2 separate regions of the Mus musculus genome follow, and region 2 is linked to region 1. Evidence: chromatin contacts called from public HiChIP or PLAC-seq data. All regions are on one chromosome and are shown on one strand. The core of a region is the stretch at or near the end of the contact, and the rest is flanking DNA. Distances in the headings are between cores, read along the strand shown.

The links. HiChIP or PLAC-seq counts read pairs in DNA pulled down with a chosen protein or histone mark.
Region 2: an HNF4G HiChIP or PLAC-seq map of pancreatic cancer cells shows a contact between it and region 1. The contact joins the enhancer-like site here to the promoter of A730020M07Rik in region 1. A contact is called at or near these places in 11 of 39 promoter capture datasets (the 3T3-L1 cell line, 3T3-L1-derived adipocytes, the C10 cell line and 6 more), 1 of 15 datasets of contacts at CTCF or cohesin (the NIH/3T3 cell line), 40 of 484 Hi-C or Micro-C datasets (the 3T3-L1 cell line, the AML12 cell line, CD8 T cells and 23 more), 12 of 115 datasets of contacts at active chromatin or transcription factors (the NIH/3T3 cell line, SST interneurons, acute myeloid leukemia and 9 more) and 1 of 9 other capture datasets (embryonic stem cells).

Annotation. Positions count from the first base shown.
Region 1 is chr3:121,643,801-121,651,086 of GRCm38.p6, forward strand. It overlaps A730020M07Rik (RIKEN cDNA A730020M07 gene), which reads right to left and starts at 2,653. Exons shown (of 3, transcript NR_036458.1): 1 at 2,582-2,653.
Region 2 is chr3:121,700,875-121,708,160 of GRCm38.p6, forward strand. No RefSeq gene overlaps it. Among named protein-coding and RNA genes, the nearest start is that of F3, 19 kb to the right of the region's middle. Within about 2 kb of position 2,872, at least 25 of the 459 cell types and tissues checked have an H3K27ac peak or open chromatin away from gene starts, as enhancers often do. A contact at or near this core is called in the HL-1 cell line, the N1E-115 cell line, the NIH/3T3 cell line and 1 more, where this site is marked.

The sequences.
Region 1 (7,286 bases), core at 1,403-3,902:
TCAATTACAAGGAAATGTTATCATTCTCTTAACTAAGAAACTGTATGGAGGTTGTGTGTGTGCAAATGTATGTGTGTAGTGTATAAATGTGTGTATTGTTCACAGGTATATGTGTGTATACATGTATGCATGTGTGTATGTGTGTTTTTATATGTATGTGTGTTAATGTACATGTGTTATATGTATTGCCTACAGGTGTATATGTGTATGTTTATACATTTGTGTATGTGTATGCATGTGTGTTAATGTGTATTTCCCACAGGTGTATATGTGTATGTTTATGCATGTGTGTGTGTATATGTGTATGTTTATGCATGTGTGTGTGTATCTCAAGGCAAAGCCAACTGAGTTTTTAAAAGCAGAACCATCTTGGGCACCATCATGCCTCAGTTACAAGCTACTGGTTTTTTCTTTGTCTTCCACCATTAGGCTCATCAAAGTTCTTGTACATTTCTCTCTCCCTCTTCTTCCCATTTCTCCTCAAGTTCCCTACTAGCCCAGAGTCATGGCCACAGACCATGTCTGTCAGCCTCACCTGGGAGCACAGAACAAGTCACCCACAGATTCCTTTGGAGTGACTAAGCCCTAGTGTTAGGATCAGAGAAATCCTGCAGACCATACATGCAGTTCCTTCTTGCTCATGTGGGATGGACCAAAGAACTCAGTGTTGGTGGCCTACCGTGGCAGACTCCAAGGAGAACATCTGGAACGTCTTCGGCCTTCTGTAAGCTTAGAGAGCAGCTCACGGGGGCAACCTGGACAATAGCATCCATTACTGGGATCCTGACACCATGTTCTCTAGTGCCATCCTTCCCACAGCTGGCCCTAACAGGGTATCCAGATCTTCCTCTCTGAGCAGGCCTGAGTGGGCTACTCGTGTGGAGTAACAATGCCAGAATTCTAGCTTCAGACTTCTAGTAGCGGTGACAGGCAGAATTACCAGACCAATCTTCAAAAACAAACCTTCCTGTAGCCTTTTTAATAGTTGATCTTTGGGCCTAGAAATGCAGTTCAGTTGGTAGAGTGTTTACCTGGAGTGCACACGGTGCTGGGGTTTGAGCCCCAGCACCCCATAAATGGGCCTGGTGACTCATGTATGTCATCTCAGCACCTCAGAAATTGAGGCAGGGGAATTTGAGAATTTGAGAACTTCAAGGTCATTCTAGGCTCCATACTGAATTCAAGTCCAGCGTATATGAGAGTCTCCCCAAATCCCACCTTCCAGTTACTGCCAACTTAGCTTATTTCAGAGAGAGACCAAAGGCCCCCATAGGTAGCTCCTCGCTAATTCTCAGCACCATTTAGAATCCATTGGCACATGCATCATTCATTGCTTCTGTTTCTGCACTTGTACAATTCACCACTTAAACCCTTCAGTGTAAGCTCCTCGTTTGTAGAATTCTGAAGGTGGCTCCACAGAGGCCCTTCCTGATGACCTCTTGACTTTGTTCTGCCACCTCCCTCTCCCTCTCCCTCTCCCTCTCCTCTCCCTCCCCCTCCCCTCCCCCTCCCCCTTCCTCTCCCTCCCCCTCTCTCAGCCTTGGCTATCTTCTCTTCTTCCCCAAGAAGACATCTCCTCAATCCTAGCCTTGAGCAGGCCCCGCATCCCTGTTTCCATCAGACACACTCTTAGCAATTTTGAAATTTCTAAAGGGCTTATATAATCACAGCAAAGTGATTGATTGTATAAACCAGTAGCTATTTTCTCTCCAGTCCTGAGCATCTGCCCAAGAGGGCAGAGATCTTGACCCCAGGAGCTCAGCACTGTGTCTCGCATATGCAATAAGTTCACAATGAATAGAGAATGGGGGTCACGGCAGGGCAGACTTTCTGGACAACTATGCACTGAATATAGGGAGAGGGCAGCCAAAGGGTGCAACATGGGTGGCTTGTGAGAACAGCCAGAGGACAGGCTGGCAGGCCAACTCCGCAAGGAGGCTGAGACATGATGCATTTCACATAAAGACCTCGGACGGCCCCGCAGCTGGGCTCTGCAGTGTTGAGTGAAGAAGAAACCTACAGCGATTGGCTTTCTGGTTCTGTATTTTTCAGAGTGATTAGAGGGAGGGCAGTTTAGCAGGGAATACAGGGCTGGGTCATAGCTAAGGCGGTAAAGAAGCATTCCCTGACACTTTCCAAAACCTGCTTTTGAAAAAAATGAAAGCCAAAAGAGGCATTGTGCGTTTGTGATCCCAGTTCTGGGAGGCAGCGGCAGGCAAGACACCCGGGCTCCTTGTCCAGCCAGCCTATCCTACTCACCACTGAGGGACATGTGGGTGAGTCTTGAGAAACAACAGGCAATGTTGTCCTCCAGCCTATACATGCATATGCACATATCTGCAAGTAAACTTCACACACACACACACACACACACACACACACACACACACCCCACCATTTGGTCCCTAAGTTCTGGGAATTCCTCATGAAGCACACTGGAGAGGCTAAACTCAACCTTCATACTGCACAGCCCAGGGGCCCCTGGTCTCCTGGGAGCTTTAGGGGGTTTGTAGCTCCTCTGGGGGGCTTCTGATGGTTATGGAGTCAGAGAGAGTTGGATTCATAGCTGTTTCTTACTTACCAGCTGAGAGAACTCAGGAAAATGGCCTTTTTTCCTGAGCTTCAATACTTGCCTCTCGTAATGGTTTAGTTACTGAGTTAGTAGAAATATTAACTGGCCCTAAGTGCATGCCTGCTGGAGCATACGTATGAATAATAGCTAAAGTCACTGGTGGTTAATAACTCAGTTTGACTTTGGTCCTGTGTATGTTGACTTTGTTTTGGTCAAATAATAAGTAAATCATTGTGAAGTCGGCGTTACAGTGAACAGGGAGCTTGTTTCTTAGTCCTCCCATCAAGTTCAGTGTAACTGGGGTGCTGATTCAGGCTCTTTATGGCTGTGATTACCCCCTGTAATCACTACTGCCTTCCTCAGTGGGAAGGGAGGATGTCCCCCATCCTCCTGCCCACAGAAAAGACTGCCCTCAGGTGTAAAGTCCAATTACTGGGCGCAGTTGGGAAGAACACACACAGAGGTGCATTCCTGAGCCCTGAGCGTGGGCCCTTGTTTGTCCTCTCCTTATAAGGAGTGAGTTATCATCAGCCTTGCAGGAAGGTCACGGCTGTTTCTCCCTCCTCAAGTGGCTGAAATCATCCTTCTCCTCGGAGGGGTGGGGTAGTGATTAAGCAGGCTAACCATGCCAGCGCTTTGCTATCCAAGTATGAGGATGTTTACAGACCTTGTGACAGAGGTGGGGATTTTGTCTGATCCTGGGGACTCCCAGAAGACACACCAGAGAGTCCCCCACCACTCATCCAATAGTGGAAGATCAGCTACAAAGGCCCTTTCACCAGCTTGTGGCCATAAAAGTTGGCCTGGTAGGAAGAGCTGGAGCCCTAACATCTTTAAGGGTTGAGGGCTGTGCCTAGTTTCTGGCCACATCCTCTGTATCTTAAAGGGAACAGACCATGCCAGTTGTTCACACTGCCAGGATGCTTTGCCTCCCTACTGTCTAGAAGCACCACTCATGAGAACCTTCTGTGAATGTGATGGAAAATAAAGCCTGACTCCTTTAAGATGTTTCAGGCAGTGTTTTGCCACAGAGATGAGAAGGGTACTTAAACAGACTGCTTGCCTTTCTTTGACATTTATTATTAATTGTTGCAAAGCAAATAAAGACAACAGGCCTGGGGGCACAGCGATGAATCCTGGCTTTGGATGGGATAGTGTCTCCCAAAACCTCCCATCCAGTGCAACCATACTGAAAAGTGGTAGGTATTCAGGAAGTGGGGCGTAGAGGATTAGAACTAGAGGAAGCAGAGAATCTTCAACAAGAGTGACTTGCTGTGCAGAGGCGAGTGTGAACCCCATGTGAGCTCTCACGGCTTCTCTCATGGCTTGATCCTCTCTGCACACACTACTACTGCTGCTCCCACACACTCTTCTAACCAGAGGTGTCACTTATCACTGAATGACTTAGCCAGAAGGCCCTCCCCAGAGGCAAACACATAGAACTGCTTGTCCTAGGATTTCCAGTCTTCCAAACTCTGAGCTAACTAGACCCCTTTTGCTTCTAAAGGTTTTCAGCATCAGGTGTCTTGTCATAGCAGCATAAAACAAATCTTTGCTTTTCACCCCCACAGATACAAGCTAAGTCAGGATAACTTGTCCGAACAGCAAATTGGTAATATTGCGTATGTTGGTAAGTATATAGCATATAGTAATGGGTACTCTAATTCTTTGCCTTTCTTCTAGTCCTTTGAGATCTGAGGGGGATAAGAACACCATTGGGCAAAGCCTGTGCTGTTCTGACCACAGGGAGTGCTCCCAGGAGACCTTGTACTGGTGTCTGAGTACAGCCCAACTGGGAGCTGAGGGGTGCTCAAGGATGCTGATATCAAGGGCTGGACTGATGTGCTCTACATCCATCTGAGATTACAGCATCCGAAAACCCACCGTCAAAAGTTAGATCTTTTGTAATGACATTGAGATCATTCCACTGATGTTCCTAGAAAAAACCAAACCAAACCAAACCAGATTTCTACCCTAACTAACGAGGATATGATAGAGCTTAAGAAATCTTTAGAATAGTTCTTTACACAAATAGAACAGTTGATCAAGCTGTGAAATGCCCACACATACTATGTGTATAAGTGGTTATTCAAAACATTTCTGGACTACACTATTTCTAGGAAAGTGTCTCCTCTAAGAAATGTGAATTCTGTAAGGAAAAATTACAGCTATTTTCATCTTTAAACAGTTGCATAATGCACTCACTAACAAAACCAACAAGTGCACATGTACACGGAGGCCTCTCAAGGGCAGTATGGCCCTCAAGGAGTTGAGTGAATATTGTGAACACGCATTCCGACGTGGATGGGGTTTATATGGTTATTTGTAAGATTATGGAAGGATTGTTGGATCTTCACTCATGGAAACATATTTTGTATGATATAAAAAGCAAGACACGGTTAATTACATGTTACCACAGTACAAAATCATTGTTGACATGTGTGCGTGTGTTACTAGAGAGTGAAGTCAGAAGACAACCTTGAGTTTCTGTCCTTTCCTTCCACCCTGTCTGTGACAGACTATGTTGCCTGTACTGTGTACGCCAGGCAAGCTTGATCATGTGTTGTCAGGGATTCTTCTTTCTCTACCAGCCTCCTTGCTAAAGAAGCACTGGGGCTACAGGGGTGTGCTCATTCACCCTCTTTTACGTGGATTTGGGGGTTCAAACTCAGTTACTTGAATGGGAAGCCCTTTAACTCTTCCCCCTACCATATCCTGCACTCCCCTCTCTCCCTCTTCCTCCCCCCACCCCCGTCTCAAATTCATCAACAAGGACACAGATGTTGTCTCTCTGCAAAGGATAAAAGATGAATGTGTATTTGTATTGCTTAACTTAAAAATGTTTTTGGAACTGGCAAATTTGCAATAAGTTTATTATGCATAGACTTCTAATATTATTTTGGTTCTGTGTAAATTAAACTTTCTTTATTTGAGAAAATCCACTAGACATTCTTTCTATAATATGGCTCATGTGTTTTGATGGGCTTGTCCATCTGCAAAATTGGAAATAAATAGAAAAATAGCAAACCAAAGTAGTAAACAGTTATGCTCAATATTCTGTTTTCAAGGTACCTTAATTATTAATAATGTATGTATTAGTATCTATTTTGTTGTCTATAGTGGATATTTATTTATCCATTTTTTTGTGTGGAGTATGTGGATGTATATGCCAGGGCACATATATGGGAGATCAAGGCCACCTTTGGCAGTTGGTCCTCTCTGTCATTGTGAGGGTCCAGAGGTCAAAGCTGGGTCTTCACGCTTGCTAGTGCCACCTGTTTCATTTTTAAACAAAAAAGAAAATATTATTATTCTTAAGACATTGAAAATAATTCGTAAGAGTTTTTAATGATGTGAGAAAATGTTTAAAATATGCCAGATGAAAAAAAGTCAGCACAAGGAGACTTCCCTAACTATGAAACTGTAAGCTTGTCTGTGTAACTGCGTGTAGAGTCTGATATTAAAGAAAGAATACCAAAACACAAACGATGCTTTCAGAGCATAGACATCAGAGGCAGGCCTTCTTTTCTTTTTCTTTTTTTCTAATTTTATTTTTTAAAATAAACTATCTACAATGACCATGAGACAATTTCACATGGAGAGATGGCGGGAGTGTCCTTTGTGTCCTGATTAGCACACATACTGCAGGTGGGTACTTTTCATGGGGTCCTCACAGCAGTGCAGGGGGTGACAGTGCTTCTGTCCTCTAGACAGAGAAAGACCCAAGGCACAGAAGGGTTAAGTGCCCAAGCCTGCCCAAGGTTCTGTCCACACTTCCTGGTCCTGACTCTGACGTCACACCTGACTGATTAGAACGGCGGGCGTCCCAGGTGCATCTTGGGTACATGTTTTCTTGCTGAACTGGTGATCATTACAGCCGCAGCATAAGTAGCAGATGGGAGTGTGGAGGTTCACAGGCTCTGATGGGCATGTGGTAATTTTCCATTGTGACAGGCCAGAAGTCCAGAGAGATCCTTAAAGAACCCCTAAATCCTCACCTCTTTCCAGTGAAAAGTCTGTGTTGGAGACGGAAAATGCTTGACTTGTTAGAAAACTGCCTGGACTAACGTGAGGCTAGCTGGCTGCGTGGGTGGAAAGTTATTTACTTAAAAATTGAATTCTTGATTTGCATCCAACCTTTTCTAATGACCCATTTAAGGAAAGGGAAGCACTCCCTCGTGGGACCAGTTTACAAAGTCTTGAGAAACCTGCAACTGAGTTTATCTTACAAAGGGCGCATCCCTGACTCAGCCTGGAAGTCAGGAGTCTTGCAGGAATGCAGAGGGCTCCCTAGACAGATGAAGGACCCTGATTTCACTGCAGAAGCATCTTTTTAACAGCAGGCAGCATCAAGCCCTCAGCTTCAGACCAGTCCGGACACGCTTCTCCAGTACAAGCTGCCTAGAGTGATGCTTCTCGGTTCATGGCTTTCCCTAAAGACATCCCCCTTTCTCCCTTACTACAACTGCCCATCCCCCAGCCTCAATCTATTTTCTGGAAAGGTCTATAGTCTCTTTGAAGACAGCTCTGTTTGTTTTTTTTTTGTTTTTTGTTTTTTGTTTTTTTTTTTGTTTTTTTTTTTTTTACGAACAGTTGGAGAAACTATTTAAATGAGCACGCACACTCCATACTAGACATCTGCAGGACTAAGTTCTCTAACAGTTTTCTGATGGCACAGTGGTGGGATGGGCTTGGTGATAATCCAGAGAATTGC
Region 2 (7,286 bases), core at 1,622-4,121, 57 kb after region 1:
TCCCTGATCATGATGGTACCCACAGTGACCTGTGTGGTAGGAATTTCTGAAATGCACCCCTTGCCATGTGGTCCATTTTGCTCTCTTAAAGCATTCCACTGTCTGGATCCCAGCGGCTTTTGCAGGTTGAAAGTACATCACAACGGGGCCTCCACAGATGGTGGTTTTTCCATAAAAAGAGGGGAAGAAGTGAGCCCTTGAGGTTTTAAGAGAATACAGTTTCCACAGAGAGCAGCCTCAAATGCTTTTCCAGGTGGAATGAAACAGCCAGTCAGATCTGCCCGCTTGTCTTAAAATTGACTCACAAGGCGGGTTTTCCGTAAGAGAATTTTTCTAAAAATGAAACAAAAGAGGGAATCAACTTCCAGTGAATTCTATACAGAAAGAACCCTAAATGAGCCATAAAGCATTCGGCTATTCATGGAAGATAGAGGGAACGCCCCAGGTAGAGATGTCTGGGTCAGTGGCTCTGGCCCTGGGCTTGCTGCCCTCCAGCAAGCATGGCACAGACACTCCTGCCAGCTTCCATACAGAAACAGACTTACTTCCATCCGTGACTGATGCCCCATTAGCTGGAACTGCCACTGAACACTCAGGGTTATTTGCTGAGACATTTCTCCTTTATAACGTTTTAAATTACATTTATTGGAGGGATATACGTAGCACTGAAGAATGTGTGAAAGTCAGAGGAGATCTTGCAGGAATCAGTTCTCTCCGACTATGGGGGTCCTCAAGATAAAACTCGGGTCATCAGGTTTGGCACACTGTGACATCTCGCTGGCCGGCTTTTCTTGGTTCTAATACTAGTAGACAGCTGTGCAAAAATCAAAGTCTATAGAGTTTTATTTTGTCCTGCTAGTCAGAATTCAAAAGAGCTGCTTCTCTTTCTCTTCTCTTCTTCTTCCTCCTCTTCCTCCTCCTCCTCTTCCTCCCCCTTCTATACTTCTTGTATTTTTATGTGACATGCATGGGTGTTTTGCTTGCATGCATGTCTGTGTACTGTGCGCATAAAGTGCTTTGGGGGACAGAAGAGGCTATCAGACCCTCTGGAACTGCAGCTGCAGACAGTTGTTAACTGCCATGGTGGCTGGAAACTGAACCCATGTCCTCTGGAAGAGCAGAGAGTGCTCTTAACCACTGAGCTATCTCTTACAACATCCTCGGTCAGCAGGGCACTCCAGGTCATTTCTTGTAGGTGGAGGCATGGAGAACAGATCCTGTGAACCAGATATGGCTCAGGGCGGTCCTGTTGACAGAAGCATTTGAAGATGTGATATTTAATGTATGTGAAGCTTTGGCTCTGGCTAAGCAAAATAGTCGTGGCAGTCTGATTAAATGGGTGAGCATGCTAGATGTTACTTTAGTTAGCATGAAATCATTTCATGTTCCAAAACAAACAAACAAACAAACAAACATAGACCGCCTGTGAAGTGCTTTCAGTATTCAGTGAGCTTCAGGATTTTGTGAAGGACAAAACTCGAAGTGCTGATTTGGGGGAAAAAATGGGCTCCCCAAACTGTCTCAGCTTTGACCCAGCAGTTCTAGATGTATAGGAAGGAACCTTAATGTTTACTTTGAATATAAGGAAACTCAGAGAAGAAGATTACTCAAAGTTAATGAAGAGAGGTGTTCCCTCAGAGCCAAGAGTCCAAGTGTCTCCCAGTTTCTCACTGTCTCCCACCACACTGCTGGCATGGAGAACTGTGGGCCAGCTCAGCAGTGGCTTGAGGCTCTCCCAGACTCAACTGCACATCACTCGGGTCAGGTGCCTTCTTCAGACATGGTGTCTGCTTCTGAAGGAAGGGAGGTTTGATGGACAGTCCTTAGAAATCTCACATTTGGGGGCTTTAATTCTCAGCCTCCTTACAACAGTTACATTCTTGTAAATTCTACCCTGACACAGATGTTTTGAGCTTCCTGAGAGGAGAGGAGAGAGGAGGAGAAGGAGGAGAGAGAGGAGAATGGAGAGAGTGTGGAGAGGAAAGAGAGAGAGAGAGAGAGAGAGATATGAAATTGAAGACAAAACTAAAATAGTTTCATTAAAATATAGGATGTATTATTTTATTTGGCTGCTAACCCATAGTTAAATGAAGCTTTTCATAATATATTTACTCCAGAGTCATCTATTTAAAGATTCAAACTACATACACATGTTTAGAGACTCAAGAGTTTGAAAACGATCTTAAGATTGCCCTTCTGATGATCATGGGAGAGGTCTGGGTTCCTATGTCATCATGAACATGAAGCTACTTTAAGCCCTTGCTCTTTCATTAAAGACATATAAAGATGAGCTAAGATACTCACTTGATTTATTTTCTTCCTTAATAATCTCTAGATGAATTCAGATGTCAAACTATCTGAATATAAAGAGCAATGTTCAAAGACTGCCCGCATGATAGGGCTTAAGCGGTCTTCTTGAAGCCTTGCTGAGTCATGCCCCTAGCTGTTCACCCCTCCCCTGAGACATCAGGCAACTGTGAGAAATCTCATATGAACCCAAGTACACAAGGCTTGCACCAGTCCATAACCACCTCAGCCGTCTCGCCACTGGGGGTAAAAATGTCTCCCTCTGATCACTGACACAAAGGGCAGGGTTTAGATATTGGCAAGGGCATGGTTTGGATACTAGCTCACATGATTCCAGCAAGAACAGTCTATTTCTCGAGAGGTTTCCAAAATTAATAATACAGACATCTGGAAGTCACTAGTCCTCAAAAATTACAAACCCTTGATGATGCTTATCAGGGATGCTATCATGGGATGTTCTGAAAGGTCTTGAAGAGTTTTCTCCTGACATCAATCACCACATGCAGAAAGGCTGAGCGATAAGGAAGCGGTATCAAGCAATAGTCTGAAGGGACTTGGGCCAGTGTGCTGAGTCACTCACTGGCTTTCCACAAACCTTTTTAAAGGTTTGGATGAATGGAATATATAGAAACTGTACATATGATGTGCAAATAAATTGGTTAAGTGTTGTTGTTGTTGTTGTTTTAACAAAAAACACAGTTGTGTATCCAGCACCCCAGAAGAACCGCAGGTGGGAATCTCCATCCACATTCTTTTTTCTTTCTCTTGACTTAGAGATCATACGGCGTCTATCTATCCTTCTCTGCCTGGCTGCTTTTACTCAGACATATGTTTATGTGAGTCACCTGCTGTCCTGTTAGCAGGATCCTGTTCATTCTAATCTCCATTATGCATTCCACTGTGGGGAGTCTGCCTCTAGAGTAGTCTATTACTGATGCACATCTATTACTTGGCTTCACACTGTGAAGCAAAATTTATTGTCTGATTTGGAAGCTGAAAAAAAAAGTTTCATGTGGGATTTGTATGCTGAGAGGGAAGAAGAGAATGAAGGAGAAACTTCTTTGGTCTGCTTTGCTCCCCGCCCCCAACCAAAGAAAGATGCTCGTGAGAGCAGAGCTGCAACAGGCAGGAGAGGTCTCCAGTCTTTATTTTTTTTTTTTTTTTAAAGATTTATTTACTTATTTATTATATGTAAGTACACTGTAGCTGTCTTCAGATGCACCAGAAGAGGGCATTAGATCTCATTACAGATGGTTGTGAGCCACCATGTGGTTGCTGGGATTTGAACTTCGGACCTTCGGAAGAGCAGTCGGGTGCTCTTACCCACTGAGCCATCTCTCCAGCCCCAGGTCTCCAGTCTTAAGGAGTTAGGAAGAACCCCTGTCTATGGAATTCTCCAGAAGGACTACCTACAGGATACTGAATATGTGTAAACAACAGGAAAGCCCTGTGGTCTCTTAGAATCCTCTGTATTTACTTCAAAGTGGCTAAGACCCCCATTCAGCCCCAGGCAACTATGGGTTCAGTCTAGCTTCTCACCACACTTGGATGCCCGGCTACTACTTATCTCCAAAATTCTTAAGAATTAGAATTAAAATTCTTAAGATAAGATCCCAGGAATTTTAGGTCCCTGTCTTAGACATAATTTAGGCCAAACAGATTTATGTCCCAGTCTTAGACATAATTTAAGCCAAACCTTTCTGTTTTGATTAGCTCGTTTTTTATTCCCCTTTCCAAGAACACAATAATTATTCTGCTTAAAATGCCCTTGAGATTTTAAGATAATAAGTTTCCAATAGTTTGAGGCAAAGCTAGCTTAGCCCTGGTCATGGTTATCAGGATATAATGATTTATAATATATTTAAGCCAAGTCCGACAGTGTTGGTCTGTAATCCCAGATGTGGAGAGGCTGACATGGTAGATTGAAAATTCAAGGGCTGCTTAGGCGACACAGGAAGTCCAAAGCCAGCCCAAGTGACTTAGTGAGACTTTCTCAGGGCAAAAAGCAAAAGGAGGCTGAGAATACAGCTCAGTGGTAGAGCACACACTAGCCATACTGGAATAAGTGTGTGTGTGTGTGTGTGTGTGTGTGTGTGTGTGTGTGTGTGTGTGCGTGCGTGCGTGTGTGTGTGTGTGTGTGTGTGTGTGTGTGTGTGACAGAGAGAGACAGAGAGATACAGAGACAGACAGAGAGACAGGGACAGAGACAGACAGAGACAAACAGAGACAGAAACAGATGGACAGAGAGAGACAGGGAGACTAAGAACCAGTACATGAAATCAAGTACTATTATCATCAGAGAGAGAGAGAGAGAGAGAGAGAGAGAGAGAATGAGAGAGAGAGAGAGAGAGAGAGAGAGAGAGAATGAGAATGTTCATTTGGTAGGGGGATCCTGGGAAGAACATGGAATAGTGTTTGTATTCACTGGTTTGAAAAGACTTTGAGACTATGCCTATATTGAGGGTGTTTATGTTTAACATCTTAGCAAGGCTTTGAAGAAGTTGTATGTGTATACACATGGGTACCCTCAAAGATTTTAAACATTTCATAAAGAGCAAGCTACTGTCTGTACAAACAAACACATGAGATGATAGCGATTTTTTTTTAAAGACAAAGCTGGGAATTTAATTTTTGAAATTCCTCCTCTTGTCTCTTTTTGGCTGAGTATTTCTTTTCACTGTTTCTTCCTGACTACGTAAGCACATCACAACAATATGAAATAGCAGTCTATGGCGTGTGGCTAACAGGACATCAGGATACTCATTCACATCATCTCAGGTGGAACGAACATTCATGCTGTGGTCCAGAAGCATCCTTTGCTCCAGACAGCTGATTTTCAGGCTTAAAGCTCACTGACGAAAGCCATAGCCCTGCTGTGTGGATTGCAGGGAGGGAGCAGAAATGAAATGCTCTCTTTCTAGCTCATAACTACCAACAATTCAAGCTAACGTTTTCTGTCGTTTTGACTTTACTAATTACTGTATATTTTAATACACTTGAAGAATGAGATTTTTCACAATGACTCTATGAGGTAGGAAGAGGTGTCGTCTTTTACAAATTTGGAAAGTGGACTTAAAAGAAGTTAGCACTTGGCAAAGTGACAGGGCTGTGAATAACAGGACCAGAATCTGAAATCCAGCTCTGGCCAGGAGCCCAAGGCTTCACCACAGTAATGCACTAGCTTTCTTATACGTGCAAGATATCCACAGGGCAGATACCAGGAACCGAGCACAGGAACACTACAGGAGCCTAGAGAAAGGAAGACTTTGCTAACTCCAAAGGCTGGACACCTTGTATTGGATTTGTTTAAAGTAATGAAATGTAGCTCTCAAGGGGAGACAATCAGTATCAAATTTATCTTGGGTTTTGGCTCTCTTTTAAAACGGGCGACATGAAGATTCCATTTGGAGATTAAGAACTATGATGTCATTTGAGTAGATCTTCCCGCTAGAAATAGGAACGTTAATAAAACACATCAATGTGACTACATTGTGTGTTCATTGGGCAAAGAATGACTGTGAATGTCTGAGTTGACTACAGACATCCGGATAAACCTCTTCAGCCACTCACAATGGACCTTTTATTTCCTACACTGCTCAAATGAGCTCTTTCTTATGCTCTAAATAGCGACAGAGGAAGTCGCATTCTTCCAGTAATATCACCATAGGCCATGACATGGCTCCTTTGAAAGCTCATTTCCAATTTTTCAGAGTCACCTGTAGATTTAATTTAATTTCCCCCTATTTCAGACTCATATGATACATACATCATCTTCATATTAAAGCCTTGTGTTAAAATCCAGCTCAGACATACTGAGTGTTCATTAAGAAGGGTCCACTCTTCACTCCCCATAAAGCACAACTGTGAAGAAATAGAGAATCAAGAGGCAGAACTAGCCACAGGGACACCTGATCCATAGTTTCTTTCTGAAAGGGAGGAACAGAAATCCTGAGAAGATAAATGCCTTGCCTGTGGTCACAGAGGAGTAACACATTTATGATGAACACAGGACCTCTTTCTTTTGCCACAAGTCCATCCTTTATGCTCAGTCTAAATCCTGTGGTCAGAGAAGCCCTTGTTGTGAACTCTGGCCACCACTTTGCACAATGCTTGGAGCACGCAGTGTTGGAGCAACAAAGGTTGGTTGAGTTGGAAACTCCATCTAAGGCTGTTTCCCAGTAGGGCAGAGGTGAGGATTCTGAGTCTGGAGATGTTTGGGGAGGTTATGGGACTTTAGGAGGCGGAGTCTTGCTGGAGAAAGTCCATCACTGAGATGCTCTCGGCAACTTTATAGCCTCCTACCATTTCTCTTTGTTTCTCTGCGGTGACGATAATCGTCTCTCCTTTTTCTGCTCCAGCTATGTGCTGACACCCCCATTATTGACTGGTCTGTGACCATAAACCAAATTGAGCGTTTGTCTATAAGTTGCTTCTGCTCATAGTATTTTTTATAGCAAAAAATAAAGGTTAATAAATAATGTTTAATAAATTTTAAGTAATTTGCATGTTTTAAGGGGTAGTTTACAATGTGTTATAATTTTCAATATTTTAAAAATATATCTCACCTTTATGTATATACCTAGTCAGACTTTACTACATCTATAACAGATTATGTCATTGTAAAATAAGAATATTTACTATGAGATGAAGAGATGCTGCAGAGGTTAAGAGCATTAGCTACTCTTTCAGAGGACCTGGGCTCAATTCCCAACACCCACATGGCAGCTCACAACTCTTCCAGGGGATCCAACACCCTCACACCTACATACATGCAGCCAAATCACCAATGTACATAAAGTAAAAATAAATTGGATAAAAAAGAATATTTATTGAAACAATAACTCTGTCTCTCATAGCCATGTTCCTTGTCATTCAAGGTTAGTTTGTGACAGATCTTTTCTTTGTTTTTTTCCTAATGACTGCAATTTATCTGATCAGTTCAGAGTTCAGACAGACACCTGTGAGTTCACATAAATCTA